2 separate regions of the Macaca mulatta genome follow, and region 1 is linked to region 2. The links are chromatin contacts, called in public Hi-C maps. All regions are on one chromosome and are shown on one strand. Each heading gives the region's core, a stretch centred on a gene start, on an enhancer-like site or on the middle of the called end of the contact. The rest is flanking DNA. Distances are from core to core; before and after follow the strand shown. Region 1 holds the start of IER5L (immediate early response 5 like). Region 2 holds the start of LOC106993593.

Region 1 (3,446 bases), core at 472-2,971, 330 kb before region 2:
TCCTCGCTAAACACCACTGCAATCACTACAATAAAAAGAAAAAAAGAGTAGGAGAAACACAAAGCATACTTAAATAGGCGCTTTTCTCTCTGCAAAAATAAAGTCCAAGATTTTAAATTTCTTTTTTTTATTTTACAATTTATAAAACATCAGCCGCCTGCCCCTGCCCCTGCTCGCCCTCAGCTCAGCCCCGAGTGGCCCGGCGCCCGCTCGTTCCCCCCTCTCGCCCCTTGGCCGAGTCTTTGTCTGGCCCCAGCCTCGCGGGGCCCCGGGTCCCTGTGCCCTCGGGGGTCCCTAGAAGGCGACAATGGCTCGAGTCCAGGCGCCGAGGCTGGCGAGCGCCTGCTTGGCGCACAGCTGCCCGTTGAGCGGCGGCGGCTGCTCCGAGGAGTCCGGCTGTCGGCTCACGAGCCCCGAGAAGCCGGAGCCAAAGATGGAGATCAAGTTTGAGATGTTGGACGCGTCCGGGGACGAGTCCGGGCAGAAGTCCTCGAAGCGGGCGCGCTTGCAGGGGGCGAACGGGGCGCCCCCGGGGGGCTCGGCCCCCAGCTCGCCCGCGTCCTCCTCGTCGTCTTCCTCCTCCTCCTGGCCAGGGTAATACTTGCGCTTGCAGCCGGCGGCGGACGACAGGCCCGGTCCCGGAGCGCCCTGGCCACAGCAGGGGCAGTGGGCGGAGGCGCAGCAGTCCTGGTGCAAGTAGCCGTTCTCTACCGTGGTCACCACGTGAGTGTCTAGGTCCAGCACGGTGGTCTGGCTGCTGCAGTGCAAGCCGAAGTCCGAGGGGGCCGGGTATGCGCCCCGGTAGAAGCCGGGGGAGGAGGCGGGGGCCGGGGAGGCGGGCGGAGAAGCGGCGGCGGCCGGAGGGGCGGCCCCTGGGGGCGCGGAGGGCGCGGAGCAGGCGGCCGGGGTGCGAGGGTCCCGCGGGCAGAGCGCAGCGGGCGGTGGCAGCGGCAGCGGCAGCGGCGCAGGACCCGGCTGCAGAGGCTCCAAGGGCTGCCCGCGGTGGGGCGCGCCGTGCGGCGGCTGGAGCGCGGCGCACCCGGGCAGCTCCGAGAGCGCCCCCGCGCCGCCCGCGGGCGCTCCGGCCGCCGCCGCTGCCGCGCAGCCCCTGGGCGCCGGGTGCTGGTGCTGGTGCAGCTGCTGCTGGAGGTGCAGCTGGTGGAGCTGGTGGAGCTGGTGCAGCTGGTGCCGGGCGGCCGGCTCGCGCGCCTCCGCGTCCCCGCCGCCACCAAGTTGGAGCGGGCCGAAGTCGGCCGCGCTGGCCGGCATGCCCGGCGCCGCGTACGCTAGGTGCTGGTGCTGGTGGTGGGGCGGCTGCTGCTGTTGCTGCTGCTGTTGGCGCCGGTAGAGCTCGGCGTAGCGCTCGCTCAGGTAGAGCTGGCGCGCGTTGCGGAGCACGTAGGACACCAGGAGGTTCTTGTGCAGCTTGATGCCGCCGCGCTGGGTTCGGGAGCTGTGGATCTTGCGCAGGGAGATGCTGATCAGGCTCTGGGCGTCCAGGGCGCACTCCATGCTCCCGCGGAGACGGCGGCGGAGCAGCCGCCGCCGCTGCTGCTGCTAACGCTGCTGCTGTTTCTGCCTCCAGCCGGCCGCCGGGGCGCGCCGGGCAGGGGGAACGGAGTCCGGGTCAGCGGTTCGGCTGTGCTCCGAGAGGAGCCGCCACCATGCGCTGCGCGCCACCCGCGGGCTCGCGCTCCCCAGACGGCGCCAAAGCAATGAGTCTCGGCCGGCCCCGGCCCCAGCTATTTAGCCGGGTGCCCGGGCCCCGCCCCACATGAGAAGAGCCAATAGGAGCTCTGAGAGCCTCCCGAGTGACAGGCGCTGCCCGCCCCGGGGCTACTTAGCTGGCCAATCAGACCAAGGCGGTTCCTTTGTGCTATTCAAATACCGAACGGACCCCGGGCCTACAACGCCGCTGCTGCCTCGAATGTTCTCCTGGGGCCGCCGCGCCGCGCGGGACTCGGAGCCGCCGGGGCCGCAGTCTGCAGCATAGGTCGCCTGGCAGCGGCCACGTTGAAGCCCGCGGCTGCCCTCGCCTTAGGTCCCGGGAGCAGGGGGTCGGATCACCTGAGTGCTGCGCGACGGCTCCTCCCCCTTCCGCACGGCTGGGTCTCACCTGCGGCAGGTGCGCGCGGCTTACAGCTCCCCGGGCCGCGCGGCGCCTCCACCTGCCCACCTGTCGGCCCCCGGGTGACTCGCGGGAGTCAAGGCCTCTACAGGAGGCTGGTGGGACCGCCAGCTTGACACTGGGGGACATCAAAGGAGCGAGGTTTTGGGGGTACCCTCCACCGCAGAGAACGTAGGGCCTGACTCCCTTTTTGGCCGAGGGGCCTCTGGAAATGCTTGCGGAAGGGAGGTCCTCCCCATTTGTCTAACAGGAAAAACCAAAACATCATGAATTTTGACCTTCTCTGATGGAGAGAGTTCTGAGGCCACGCATGACCCAGGGAGTGTGTGGACCTCGGGATCAACTGAGGCTCAAAGGCGTCCTGAGAGCCGAAACGCTAAGTGTCCTAATCACCAGCTCTGTAACCTTTCCTTTCGTGCCTAACTAATAATAATGACAATAGGGACTATTATTATGGGCCTAGTATGGGGCAGGCCCTTCCCAGCAACTCCCCAATGCCTCACTCTAACGTTTGTAGAGGAGGGGCCTGAGGTTCGGAGGAGTGGAGTGACTTGAGGAACCATACAGTTCCCAGGGGGCGGAGCTAGGAGCTGGGACAGGACCCTGCGCTCCAGACAGGAGGTGGATACCAAAGGCTCGGGAACTCACCGACTTAACTTCTGTTGACACAGTTTTCCTTCTTATCCTGAACGCTTCAGGGGCCACCTCCTCGCAGCTGGGGACTGAGACAATGGGAGAAGAGAGGGACAGGATTGCTGATTCCTGGGGACGCTCTATCTGGACCAAGAGGTCTGAAGGGGGCTGGTTGCTGCTCCCAGCGGGGTTCAAAGGTGCCTGGGGTGGAGGCTGCCGAGACAGCTGGGGAGGCTCTTGGAAGTGGTCTGGAGGTTTGCCTGAGAAGGGTCCATTAGTGGACCTCTGAAGGATCAACGAGGTCTGCAGAGTCTCCCAGAGATAGGTGGACCTTGTGGGGCTGGAGTCAGGGGAGGCCCATGAGCAGATGTCCTGCTGTTTCACCTCCTCCTTAGGGGATCTTCTGAGTCTGTTTTTTGGGGCTTCGTTCTGAGTTCTCAGCACCTACTTCATCCTTTGGTGGGAGTGGAGAGACCCACTAGCCCACCCTGTGGTCTCTGGGTCTTTCTTTAGTCTTAAGAATTTCCAAGGTTTCTACAAACAGTTTCTTGGCATCTACTCCATGCCAGGCGTTGAGAGCGAAAACAGTTAGCAGGTGTTTACCTCATTTTTCCTATAAGGAAACTCAGACACTGACGGCGTGAGACTTGCCTAAGATCACATGGCCCCGGGCCTGGTGCTCTGT
Region 2 (3,394 bases), core at 399-2,898:
CCTCTGAGCTAGTCCCCCGTCCTTGGGCCGCCTCTCCTAGGCAAACTCCTATTTAACCGGTGAAGGTAAATAAATTATTGCTTCCTCTCCCAAGTCCTCTGGCTGCACCCCTGTCCTCTTCTCTGTGTTCCTGTGGAGCTCCCAAAGGGAGGGGAGAAAAGGCTCAGGGGACATGGCTGGGACACGACTTCCAGCCCAGCCCTGTGTGGGCAGAGACGAGGGAACAGTCCGCCTATTCTCGGCTGGACGTGAGAGGGAGGATGGCCTTGGCTCAACCCAGGGCAAGGCAGGCTGACCAGCCTCTGGGGTTATTTAGATTGGCGGCCAGAGGAGGACAAGTTGCAGGAGAGAGAAGCAAAGATTCAGGCTGCCTAGTGTGGCCACCGCCCCGTCAACCCTAAGATGATCGCAGCCCCTTTCTGGCCACCGAATGTGGGCACCCCAGACCTCTGCGGCAAGGCTGGGTGAGAGCTGTCTTTTGTGCACAGGTGCCCCTAGTCCCCCACCCCTAGTGAGCATTCACACACAGAGGTGAACAGCCCCCTTGTGGGCCTGGAGGCGCCTAGGCCAGGTAGAGATGACCAGAGTGGGAAGCAGAGAATCCCCAGTGCCTAGCACAGTGACTGGCACTGAAGGATTTGTTGGATGAATGAATGAATGATTGCCTGACCTCAGGCCCAGGGAGCAAGGTGTGGTGTGCAGGGTGGCCCCTGGGAGGCTTCAGGGATGGGGAGGGGACGGAGGGGGACTGGGAAAGCCACAAGAAGGCAGCCCTATCCGATGACTCACTTGGGAGGGAAACAGAAGGTGGGCTGTTCTGGGGAAACATCCCCGCTGATGCCCGGGCACCCAGGAGCTTCCAGGTACCCCCAGATCACCCCAGTGAGGACACTCCACAATTCCCCTGGAGGCACCACAGTGGGGCTGTTAAACCCAGGGACTTAGGATTCAGACACTTCTGGGCTCCAGTTCACCCCTCATTGGCTGGACCAGTTGCCTCAGTTTCCCCATCTGCACGGGGCACGGATAGGACCACGTGCTGCACAGGTTTGCTGGGAAGGACACATAAGAGGTGCCCGCTCAGCACATCCTGTCTGCCATTGTTACAAACAACAGCACGGGAGAGCCGGGAGCAGAGCCTGCCAAACGCAGGACCCTGGTCTCCCGCTCCCCTGTGCTGCTGACCTATGGGGTGGCTTTGGACAAGGCACAGCCTCTCTCCAGGCCTTAGTTTCCCCATTTGTACAGTCAGGCCCTGCTAACTTGGACAGGCTTTGGCCCCTCTCCAAGCCCCACAGACACATCAGAGACGTGCACACACGGCCCTGGGACTGCCGACAGTCACACAGGCACGCATAGGCACGTAGGCACAGGCACACAGACGTAGGCACAGACTCACACTCGGCCCCCACCCTGCGCCCTCCCCACTCACACTCGCTCACACTCATGCTCACACACCACCCCGCTCCCCGAAATCTGCTGAGCACCAACGGTTGGTGCGAGCGGGGTTGGGAACGGGAAGAAAAAAGCCCAAGACTCAGCCCAGGAAGAGGGGTGCGGTGGGGGGAGGGCGGGCGAGGGAAATGACAGCCCGCGGTCCCCCTCGAGTCCTGGCTCATGAATATTAATGCGGCGGTAATTAAAATGCAGGCACGCAGCAGGATGGATGCGGCTGCCTCCGGAGCGCGGGGGAGCGCGGCGTCTTTGCAGGCGGGTGGAGCCGGCTCCTCGCCGGCGAAAAGCGGGGCCGGGCTCCGGGGCCTGGGTCCGGGGCGGGCGGGAGGGGGGGACATTTTTCGTGGTTCCGAGCGCCCCGTCCCGGTGTTCCCGCCCCCGCCCCGCGGCCGCCCCTCCGCGCCCTATCCCTGGCCGGGCCGCCCGCCAGGCCGCCGTTTCCCGGAGCCGGCCCCCTCCCGCCCTCGCGGCCGGCTGATGTCATCTGCACACAACTTTCCGCTTCCCGGCCCGTCTCGGGGCCCTGAGTCATCGCCGCCCCCGGCCCCGACGCTGGCCTGCGGCGTCTGTTTGTGCAGAGCGAGGCCCCGCCGGCCGGGCCTGACGTCAGGCTGGCAGGGCCTGGAACGGCCCCGCGCCGCTGCCCCCTGGGGGCAGGACAACACCGCTGGGGGCCGAGGGCAGGGCTCGCCCTCGGAATCCGGCTTCGAAGCCGGCGCCACCTTGTGCCGGCCGCCTGACCTGAGGCAACTCTGTGCTTTCAACTCTCTGAACTTCGGTTTCCTCATCTGCCAGTTGGCAGACGCTCAGCGAATCTTCCTAGACTCACGGGGCGAATTGTACAGTTGGGTAAATCGAGGCCCAGAGATGGGAAAAGGACTGTCCAAGGTCGTACAGCCACCCGGAATTACAGTTCCTTTCTGCCGGGTCACACGCTGCCTTCCACGTGTTACCTAAGAAAGCTTTCCAGCCTGTGCTGAGAAAACCGCCCCACATCATCTGTGGCAGGACTGGGGGGCTGGAGCCCTGGTCAGGCCACTCTGCTTCTGGCCACAGTTTTCTCATCTCTAAAAAGGCGCAGTAACAATATAATGACCGTGTGGAGTCCCCCAGGATACAGGGTCAAAGGAGAGCACAACCATCGCAGTTTCAAGCCCATGGGGCAGGTGAGTCACTATTGTCACTACTGGGGTCACTGTTGAAGCCACTAAGGTCACTGTTGAAGTCAGGTGAGAGGGCCCTCTTGGAGTCAGACCACCTGGGTTCAAATTCTGGCTCCTGCTTCCAGCTCCTTTCCTCTGACCCCCCGTGGGACCCGAACCCGGACCCCTTCCACGGTCACCACCGTCACGGTCCCACCCTTCAAGGTCTCAAACACCCCTCCCCTGTTTCTGGCAGGAGCTGTCCTCACTCCCTCTATGGCCTCTCCAGGCCCAGACTTCACCCTCAGGTCACCCTCACCCCTCGGTGCCCTCCAGCCAGTGGGCCTGGGAAGACGTGTTCATGCTGGAAATGCCTGCCCAGCCCTTGCCCAGTTATACAGAGCAAGTGCTCCAGAAATCTCCTGAGCCCCAGTTTACTGAGGGGAAACTAAGAACCTTCCGGCAACAGCTCTTGAGCTGAGCAGGGATCAGGCTCGGGTCTGGGATCCCAGGCCCTGCAGCCTCCCAGAGGCTTGGTTGAAAGCTCTGGCTCTCACTCCCCCACCTCCACCCAGCACCTGCCCGGTCCAGGCTCACCCCCCACCCCTCCACCTGGTCAGTGGTGGCTTGGCCTCCTCTCAGCCCCTCCATCCCTCTTGGCTGTACACACCCTCAAGCTAATGGAACTCAAACTGGTGGAGGAAGGCCTGCCCTATCCCTCCCAGGCCCTGCCTCTCGCTCCCTGTCCCCAGCCTCACTGGACCACTTTCAAGTCCTCCAGTGCTGCAGGCTCCCTC

What was found. A called contact is a pair of places that touch in the nucleus more often than the background predicts.
Region 1: a contact with region 2 is called in a Hi-C map of liver, with 3 times the contacts expected there. The contact joins the promoter of IER5L here to the promoter of LOC106993593 in region 2. A contact is called at or near these places in 5 of 14 Hi-C or Micro-C datasets (CD4 T cells, blood, fetal cortex germinal zone and 2 more).

The regions. Positions count from the first base shown.
Region 1 is chr15:18,466,238-18,469,683 of T2T-MMU8v2.0, reverse strand. IER5L (immediate early response 5 like) reads right to left here and starts at 1,721. Exons shown (of 1, transcript XM_015116647.3): 1 at 118-1,721. The coding sequence starts at 1,512. The coding sequence ends at 295.
Region 2 is chr15:18,135,793-18,139,186 of T2T-MMU8v2.0, reverse strand. It overlaps LOC106993593, which reads left to right and starts at 1,648. Exons shown (of 3, transcript XM_077967900.1): 1 at 1,648-2,621. The coding sequence starts at 1,663. The coding sequence ends at 2,412. The region is part of intron 6 of LOC114672715 (a long non-coding RNA gene); the gene reads right to left.